Linked DNA regions of Muntiacus reevesi: region 2 is linked to region 1. A link is a contact called in public Hi-C data. All regions are on one chromosome and are shown on one strand. Each heading gives the region's core, a stretch centred on a gene start, on an enhancer-like site or on the middle of the called end of the contact. The rest is flanking DNA. Distances are from core to core; before and after follow the strand shown.

Evidence for each region. A called contact is a pair of places that touch in the nucleus more often than the background predicts.
Region 2: a contact with region 1 is called in a Hi-C map of muscle, with 5 times the contacts expected there. The contact joins the promoter of SLIRP here to the promoter of AHSA1 in region 1. A contact is called at or near these places in 2 of 3 Hi-C or Micro-C datasets (blood and muscle).

The regions. Positions count from the first base shown.
Region 1 is chr7:85,264,175-85,269,096 of mMunRee1.1, reverse strand. AHSA1 (activator of HSP90 ATPase activity 1) reads right to left here and starts at 2,600. Exons shown (of 9, transcript XM_065941148.1): 1 at 2,376-2,600; 2 at 842-1,032. The coding sequence starts at 2,455. VIPAS39 (VPS33B interacting protein, apical-basolateral polarity regulator, spe-39 homolog) reads left to right here and starts at 3,074. Exons shown (of 20, transcript XM_065940930.1): 1 at 3,074-3,186.
Region 2 is chr7:85,451,691-85,456,612 of mMunRee1.1, reverse strand. It overlaps SLIRP (SRA stem-loop interacting RNA binding protein), which reads right to left and starts at 1,931. Exons shown (of 4, transcript XM_065940704.1): 1 at 1,803-1,931. The coding sequence starts at 1,899. ALKBH1 (alkB homolog 1, histone H2A dioxygenase) reads left to right here and starts at 2,003. Exons shown (of 6, transcript XM_065940999.1): 1 at 2,003-2,189; 2 at 3,232-3,340. The coding sequence starts at 2,007.

The sequences.
Region 1 (4,922 bases), core at 1,351-3,850:
TCCCTAACCCTATCTTCCCTACAAGCCCTGTGGTTTTTGTTAGAAGATTCTGCATAGTGTGGTGAATTTTAGAAACACGTGTCACGTTATAGCAGAACTGACTGTATTTCAAAGTTAACATGTACTTATCTTTACCTCTCTAAGCCTCAGTTTCTCAATCTATAAAAAGGATGCTGGGAAAGACGACACCTATGGTTTCTTCCAGACTGCTATGTTTTAATTTAAAAAAAAAAAAAAAAAGACAAAAATACATCGTGCCTCTTTGTGACCACTCACTTGAGAAGAGTTTCCAGGTTTTGCCCCGTACATGTACTCTTTTAACTCTACCGTCTTTCCTTCCTGTCAGGACCATCCAAGGATGGCCCCAATTCTGTCCTAATATCCTCACAGAGACATTAGGCTAGAGAATAAAACTGGCCCGTTATAATCATAGGCAAGCAGCATTCCCACAGCACGCTAAACTATTAGGTTCACACTGGAATTAAAAAAACAAAAGCCAAAAACTCCCATAGCCTACTTTCAAGTCATCCAAGGGGCAGAAATAGCTAGTCTGAAAAATGTCACATTGTATGCTCCCAAACAGGACAAGGCCCAAAGATTCAGCAGCCCAGTTGCTACATCAGTAGAGACTTGTGAGACCCACAGAGTGGAAACCCATTTAGAGTCCTGCAAAAATGGACAGAAAAATTTCAACATTGGATACTGCTTCCTATAGGACTCTAAAGCAGCACACTATCTCCCTCTAAAAAAGCTCATAACCTCTCAAAAACTGTTTTCCCTGGCTCCTGAACAGGTCAATCAAAAGCCGTTAACCCGTCCTAAAAGTCGAGCACAGACTTACCTGTCCAGTTTAGTTTGATGCTCCACTCGTAAAAGAAGATAAGTTTGCCTTTGCGATTGTTAATGGATGCCTCTCCATCAAGCTTACTCACTTCTGTCACCTCACACTTGCCTTCCTCATTTTGCACACGCACAGCCAGGAACAGTGTTTTCAGCTTATCTGTGGACCAGTTCGAAGCATCCCTCTCTGTCCTGCAAAACAAACAGAGCTATGGACTAGCAGCCGAATGAAGGATACACTGCTTGCTCTATGCAAGAGCACCCAAGGCTACAGGAGGCTGTAAAAGAACCCAAAACCCTCAGCCCTTCTCCACCATGTCTACAAACGCATTTAGGAAGACCAGGAGTCCTATACTGTCAATAAGGACTACTGCTGTATGGCATGGTTTCAAACTTCATGGAAAATTCTCCTTTCCTCACTCAGCATGATGGTGCTGGGGTCAGTACTGAATACTTTAACACGGCGCCCCCGTCTGACCAAATGGAAAACTGTGCGCTTCTGAGGTCAGGACCACACAAGGGGGTTACGGAACGCAGTGAGCCAAAAGGTCCAGGTAAGAATAAACCAATCATCTTGATCTCATTAGCGCAGTGTTTTGACCTATCAAATTCACGCTGTGTTATAACTTTTTTGCCCTTCAAATGGCCCTGAAAACAATGCAAGTCCAGGGTTTCAAAACAAACAAAAATTAAAGTCAACCCATTCTATGTTAAGAGGAGAGGAAGCAGGCTGAAATACAAAGGAAAACTATCTACCTTCTAACTTTCTAACTAGTAGAGAAAACAACAGTAAGATGAGCTGCAACAAAGTAAAACTACAGTTTACGTACAAAGTTCAGTGGACTCAGAAAGAATAAAAAATATTACTTGCAGAAGATTTCATGAAAGAGTAGGCTTTTAAGAGTAGTTGGATTATAAACAATGATTGCCCGGCAACCAGCGGCAGTCCCTGGAGCGACGATACAACCAACTTAACAGTTCCGGGTGAGAGGCCACGGCGCCTTGGAGCATCACTCAGCTCTGAGCACCTGCACAACACGTTCTAAGACCTGGCTTTCTGGAGTGAGGCAGCGATCCCTTATGACTGACTTTTAATTCCACCCGAAAGCCGAAAAAATAGTAACTCCAACCCTCTCGAGCCTAACTGCAATCTCTCAACACTATACACGGCAGTTTTGGGTCTCAATGACGCCTCCGGCCACGTGTGAGAAGCATCTCTCCGCTCAGGCTGAATGCAGCAGCCGAGGGGAGGGCTAAGTCCTCCTATGTGAAACCCCCACGTCTGGAATGCAGCCTTCTACGTCGTCCCTCGACCCCAACCCCGGGCCTCCCCTCCACCCAATGAAACGGAGGTCAGAGGCTGGAGGGGCTTGCGACTTACGGACCCCTGGAGACAGGAAGGACCCACGCCCATCTCCTGGCAGGCAGGGTTGCCTCGACCCCAGCAGTGTCCCGGCTAAGGTTCCAGAGCCCACCCCCCCGGCAACCCCCGGCCCGGCCGCAGCGCTCCCGCGGCCTGGCCCGCTGGCCCTCACCAATGCCAGTTGTTGACGTTGGTGGCGTCGGCCCGCTCCTCCACGATCCAGCGTGGGTCGCCCTCACCCCACTTGGCCATCGGCTCTCCTATCGCACCGCCAACAGCTCCCGAGCAGCCACAGCCACAGCCTCAGGACAGCCCGGTCGCGGCCGCCCGGCAGCGCCTGGAAACTACTAGAAGAAGCTGCAAGATCCTCCTGGCTTGCTTTTCCCTCCACCCCCCCCGCCCCTCCCCGCCTTGACTTCCGGCTCCGCCTCCCTCCCGCCGGGTACGTCGGCTGCCCCTCGCCGGACCTTCGCTTCTGTCTATTCTAAGGAATCCTTCACACTCCTTCGAGTTATGCCCTGAAAGGCCCGAAAGGCGACAGCTCACACGACCATTCCTCACCCACAGAGACACACAGAACACGTTTCATTGTTTCCCTAAACCCTTCATCGGCCCTGCTTGGCCTCACGGGAGTTGTAGTCTTGTCGAGTGACCCACGGGATAACCTCGGAAGGTCGAGCTGAAAGGAGAGGAAACGGGCTTAGGCACGGGGCGCTGGGGATTCTGGGAGTTGTAGTCAAGAGGCAGCCGCGGCCTGTCCGTGCAGAGCCTGATTGTAGGGGCTGAAGGAACTACAACTTCCAGCATGCCCTGCGGCGCCTGTCTCGACCCTTGGTTCCTACCCCCACCCCAGCCCTCTGCCCCCCTCCTCGGGACTATCCCCTTCCGCCCCTTTTGTATGCCGAACAGCCTGTGTAGAAAGGCTGGACCCTCGGCGGCGGAGTCTGACGCTGACCTGAGAGGGAGGGCTCGGTGTCGAAGAGGTGAGGGTGTCCCAACCCCCTTGGGCTGCGTATCTGGCCGAGTCCAGCCTCTCCGCATCCGTATCCTTTCCCCTCGTTGTCTGAGGCGTCCCTCGACCTCCCTGGCCTGACTGTTAACTCCATTTCTGGCCATCCCTGGGCTTGCACTCGGGGTTAGGGCCGCGAGCGAGCCCAGACAACTGATTTTGAACAAGCACTTATTGTACCAAGGTTCTGGGCTCTGGCCTCTGCGGTGGAGCCGTGTTTCCTGGACCCTTCGCCCACAGAGTCTTCCTAGTTTAATCCGCCTTTCCTCGTCTCAGTTCGTCACCTCACTTGTGTAGGCCTGGCTTCGAAAGATGATAAATGAGTCCGAATCTAACTTCTCAGAGGCTGGTTTCTGCGGTGTCCTCAGGCGGGGAGCGTGTTGGTTGTAGATATTTTTCGGCCGAGTCGTTTTCCTTCCTTTGTCGTATTCCTGCTCTTCCCTCAGATCTACTGCCCTGTATGGTGGGATCTCAGTAAACAAGTGACAGGCACAAGCCTTTGAAGTGTTTTAAACAATTTTGAAGCACATTCTCAGCCCCTCTTAAAATTGTACCTGATTGCTTTATAAATTTTAGAACCATTAAGTCATTGTATTTTTTACTTGCTGAGGAAATAAAGGTTATGACAAGCGCTAGAAGTACAGATTAGTGTGAAGCATCCACTGCCTTTGCATGGTTAAGAAAAGACTCTAGAAATCCTCTGGTGGATTATTACAGGGTTTGTTAAGACCCATGCTATGCCTATCTGTAGATACTGTAGTAATGACCTGCCCTCAGTTTTCCCTCGAGTGATAAAAGGACGATGCAAATCAGAGTGGAAATGACCCAGTAGATAGAAAACCCGGATAGGAGCAACTAGCTTTAGCTTAAAAACTTTGGTACTTAATCCTTTTGTGCCTCATTTCCCTCATCAGTGAAATGGAATCTGCTAGGCCTACTTTGCAGTTGTTCTGAGGCTTTATAAACTGGCACCTGTACCATAGACGTTTACCTGCTCTGTGGGCACCTTCAGTGTTTGTGATGGCTACTCAGAGTTTTTGTATCAAAATTTTAAACTTTAGGAATGCTTAGAAATATTTTTCTAGCTTTTTCTAAGATATTGATTTATTAATAATAAAAATTAATGCTAAATAAATTTTTGTGTCAGCTCATGTACTTTCTGTGTGGTTCACTGGCTTCAGCCTCACAGCAGTCTTATCAGGTATGTTTCTGTTGTTAAGTCCCATATTTACAAATGGCAGAGATAGAAAGATGGCAGAAGATATCCTATACTAAAAGGAGCTAGCCTTTAGTATTTACTTTATACTGGGGACTTTTGTTTGCTCTTTCTTGACTCCTGTTTATTCTTCACTGCAACCCTGTGAGGTCGTCTGTCACTTTCTCCAAAGCTTAGAAATAAGATTATTTACCCAGGTTGTTGAGAGTTGGAGAGACTGACATTTGAATTCAAGTCTGCCTGACTACAAAGCCTATGCTTGTTGCAATATAAGGGATGATTTTTTTTTCTTCTAGCTTTTGTATATGATTTTACTCACTGCATTAAGTATACAAAAGGATTTTTAAGCCGTGTCTGGGTTCAGTAGAAATCAGTTAGTGATCTCTGCCATGGGGAAGGATCAGATGGTAAAAAATTCTCAGCCTGCTATGTTATTCCCATATCCCCTGACAACACATTGCGTGAGGGCAGAGTGTGTTAAGGCCATTGGGAGT
Region 2 (4,922 bases), core at 682-3,181, 190 kb before region 1:
TCCATTTTATGGGTGATGAAACTGAGACACAGTGGTGAGCCCTTTTCCCCCAATTACGTTCCCTTAGGTACACACTTTAGGTTTTGAACTGTAGTGTTGGATAAGACTCTTGAGAGTGCCTTGGACTGCAAGGAGGCCCAACCAGTCCATCCTAAAGGAAATTAGTCCTGAATATTCATTGGAAGGACTGATGCTGAAGCTGTAACTTCAATACTTTGGCCACCTGATGAGAAGAACTGACTCATTAGAAAAGACCCTGATGCTAGGAAAGATTGAAGGCGGGAGGAAAAGGGAACGACAAAGGATGAAGTGGTTGGATGGCATCATTGACTCAATGGACATGAGTTTGGGTAGACTCAGTAAATGGTGATGGACAGGGAGGCCTGGCGTGCTGCAGTCCATGGGGTCACAAAGAGTCGGACACAACTGAGCGACTAAACTGAATTGAACTAGGTTACACAACTACCTAAAGACCAAGTTGGAATTCTAACCCAAGGGGAACCACTTCGGAGTGCATTTCTCAATCTATACACAACGTCCCCTGTCCAGCTAACAGAGAACTCATAGGTTTCTGAAACTAAACGCATTTAAACTTTACTCATCTTCTTTCGATCTGCTTCTCCTACATTCTAATCACCAAATTCACCAACATTAAAAACCTGAAGGTCATTCCTCCCTTTCCCCCATTCTGTACTCTTCCCCATTTAAACCGTCACAAAATCTATCGATTATTCTTTGGTTAACGTAAGTGGACCTGACCCCCTCCTTCTATAACTACCCTGAAGTCTTCACTTTTGAACTAAACTACTGAAACTACCTCTTGTCACGCTGAATCCGTCCCCACGCTGCAATCAAAACAACCGATTCTAAATCATAAACCTTAACAGTTTTGAAGTTCAGTTCAGTTTAGTCACTCAGTCATGTCCGACTCTTTGCGACCCCATGGACTGCAGCACACCAGGCCTCCCTGTCCATCACCAACTGCCAGAGTCCACCCAAACCCATGTCCATCGAGTCGATGATACCATCCAACCATCTCCTCCTCTGTCGTCCCCTTCTCCTCCTGCCCTCAATCTTTCCCAACATCAGAGTCTTTTCAAATGAGTCAGCTCTTCGCAACAGGTGGCCACAGTACTGGAGTTTCAGCTTCAACATCAGTCCTTCCAATGAACAGCCAGTACTGATTTCCCTTAGGATGGCCTGGTTGGATCTCCTTGCAGTCCAAGGGACTCTCAAGAGTCTTCTCCAACACCACAGTCCAAAAGCATCAATTCTTCGGTGCTCAGCTTTCCTCACAGTCCAACTCTCACATCCATACATGACCACTGGAAAAACCATAGCCTTGACTAGACGGACCTTTGTTGGCAAAGTAATGTCTCTGCTTTTCAATATGCTGTCTAGTTTGGTCATAACTTTTCTTCCAAGGAGCAAGCGTCTTTTAATTTCATTGCTGCAATCACCATCTGCAGTGATTCTGGAGCCCAGAGAAATAAAGTCAGCCACAGTTTCCACTGTTTGCCCATCTATCTGCCATTAAGTGAGGGAACCAGATGCCATGATCTTAATTTTCTGAAAGCTTTAAACTCCGAAAGGCTGGAGACGGTGAATGGGTGCCCCAAAAAGCATCCCTTAAACGGCTAATTGCAGACAAAATTTCTTTCTACTCACTGGCTTGCTCAGGAGCACACTCAGCCTCCTTAATCCAGCCACCACGCGGATTTAAGAGCTTCGCAGCAAGCAAGGTTTTTCAGGATTGCTCGGACCTAAAAATTCCGCCCGCCTCTACTACATTTCCAACTCACTTGAGGCCGCCGTCCAGGGAATTTTTCTGACAAACGCAACCGGCCGGCCGATATTCGTTCGCAGCGCCATAGCGCCCCTCGCTGCAGAAGCCGCCATCTTTAGGCTGAGGAGCTTCTAGTGATCTGAGGTCACGACCCCGGAAGAGCCTGCCTAATCCGGAGCACGGAAATTAACTTCCGGGTCAGGGGAGGCTGGGCAACGAGATGGGGAAGATGGCGGCGGCAGTGGGCTCCGTCGCGACGCTGGCAGCGGAGCCTGGTGAGGACGCGTTTAGGAAGCTTTTCCGCTTTTACCGGCAGAGCCGCCCCGGAACCGCAGACCTGGGAGGGGTCATCGACTTCTCGGTGTCCCACGCAGCCCGCGGCACGGGACCTGGTGCCACCAAGGTACGGAGAGAGGAGCGGAGCGCTCGGAAGCGATGGGCTGAGCAGTTGTGGCTCAGGGACTTGGTTACCTCGTGACATGTGGAATCTTTCCGGACCAGCAATTGAACCTGTGTCGTCTGCGTTGGCAGGCGGACTCTTTAACAACTGAACCACGAGGGAAGTCTCTTAAGATACTCTTAAATGCCAGGAAGCCTCCATAGGTCCCTTAAAAGTTTAATTTATAAGTAATTCACAAAGATAAAAAGTTAGGAGTTTCGGTTAGAAGTTTCATCTAAAAGAGAGCAACTATGGTGCTTTTAGTAAACAAAATTCCTAGTGTTTTATTGAAAGATTTTTTTCTGACTAGAGCACTCCAGCCTGGTGTTCCTCAAAGCCCTGTTTAAACACCGTGGTTCAATTTCCTCAGAAGCATTATTGTTAGTCCTAACCAAAGGTAGTCCATATACCAAACACCTTTGATAATTCAGAATCTTATAAAAAAAAAAATCACAAAGGTATGGTATCATAGGAGAAGATAGTGTTAAAGGCCAGAGTAAGTCAGCTCCTCATAACGACTTCAATTTTATATAGCTGTGTTGTGTTTATTAGTACATAGATGAGGAAACTGAGGATCTGAGATTTAAGGGGCTCATCTAAGTCTTACATCAAGTAAATGGTAGAACTAAGTTTGTTGTTGTTGTTGTTGTTCTGTCGCTAAGTTGTGTCCCACTTTTTGCAGCCCCATGGACAGCAGCATGCTAGGCTCCTCTGTCTTCCACCACCTCCTGGAGTTTGCTCAAATTATTATGCATTGAGTCAGTGATGCTACTAACCGTCTCATCCTCTGCTGCCCCCTTGAGTCGGCTCTTGGCATCCGGCAGCCAAAGTATTGGAGCTTCAGCTTTAGCATCATTCCTTCCAGTAAATATTCAGGGTTGATTTAGGACCCCAAACTTAAGGCTCCTAACTGCTGCACATCAGAAATGCATTTAGAGGTTTGAGATTCTCAGAATTAACCTGTGAAATAGCTTTAGCCTGCTGACTTCTGTTTCCTTCCTGTCAGGTGGTCAAATCTCAGCTAAATTTGTCCTCAGTCAGTGACCATGATGCACTCAGAGCAGGACTTCAGCCGGTCAGCAAGTGGCAAGCCTACGGACTCCAAGGCTATCCTGGTGAGTTCAGTTGAGCTTAGAAGGCAAAAATTACTCAATCATTTGTCTAATTTTGGAGAAGGAGTAAATAGACAAAGAAGAAAACTAAATGTACAAATGTTTCGCTCCCAAACCCCTCGTCTGAATTCTTCCTTGTCTAAGATGTCCATTTATTTGGCATTTTCATAGGATAGAACAGGAGTCAGTAATGCGTGCCTTATAGTGCAGGAAGTGACAAACCAAGTGCAAATCAAAGATTAGAACCCTGACTCTGGGCTCCCTGCCACAGGTCTGAACTGAAGAAGCACTTCAAATTGACAGAGTAACTCATCACATTCACTCCAGTCACAAAATCCCTACATTCACAAATGATGTAACAACTTAAAAGCTGTTGCTGTTATCAAGACTGAATTTTTGAATAGAGAACTACAGTTAATGAAATCAAAAGTCCTATAAGGTGAAATAATCTAGATTTTTGAATTTCAGTGATGTCAGATAGTTCACTTTACAGATAGAGAAATTAAGATAATAATGAAAAGTGGGTAATGTTATTAACCTTTTTTCTAGGCTCATGGGGCCATTGTCAATTAATTAATTATCATGAACCATTTAGAAAATATATAATGCCTTATTTGGCCAGACGATCTTATATCTTCCTTCTGTTCCTCAAAGACATAAAGTTAACATTTCACTTGTGATTTCAAATGGAGGTCAAAAGCAAGAGAAATTCCTTTAAAAATTTAGTTTTTTTGTTGTTCCAAGAGCCAGGTCTGTATTACAGCTATTAGTACATTATGACAACTGAAGTGTATATGTTGCTATCATGGAAAGAGGTAACAACTTTCATGCTTCTATAAAAGACCACATGCACTTTTGTGTCTGAAGTCACCAAGGAAGGGGTTGAGTGGTGGCTTTTATACATGAAAGCTCTGCTCTTCGTGCGTTTGGATAGATGAGCGTTTGTCATCCGTAGTGTTTTGTGCCCCTTTTATTCCTGAAGGCGACCCTTTACCTTTCAGGCCTTGATCCTGCCTTCATGACCTTGTTTACCAGATTGTTCAGGCTACAAAGTTTGGTTTTCTGTTGTCCGTGTTGGAATATAGGCATACCTCATTTTATTTTGCTTCACAGATAGTTTTATCTTTACAAACTGAAGTTTTGTGGCAACCCTGGATTAAGCAAGTCTTTTTTTTTTCCAACAGCATTAGCTCACTTTGTGTTTCTGTCACATTTTGGTGATTCTCATGATATTTCAACCCCTCCACCAGCAAAAAGGTTACAGCTCACTAAAGGCTCAGATGATGGTTAGCGTTTTTCAGCATTGTTTTATATAATCCAAATAAATAAAATTTTTAATTAAAGTGTGTTCATCGTTTTTTAGACACAATGTTATTGCATAAATAGAATACAGTATAGTATAAATTTTATTGCACTGGAAAACAAAAAATCTTGTGACTTGCAATACTTGCTTTATTGCAGTGGTCTAAAAGTCAAAGTATCTGTGAGGTATGCCTCTGCTTGGTATTTGAAATTTTCTGGGATTTCACACTTAAGCTACATCATTTGAGTTGGTACTTCATTATGTCCTTAAAGACTTTATTCT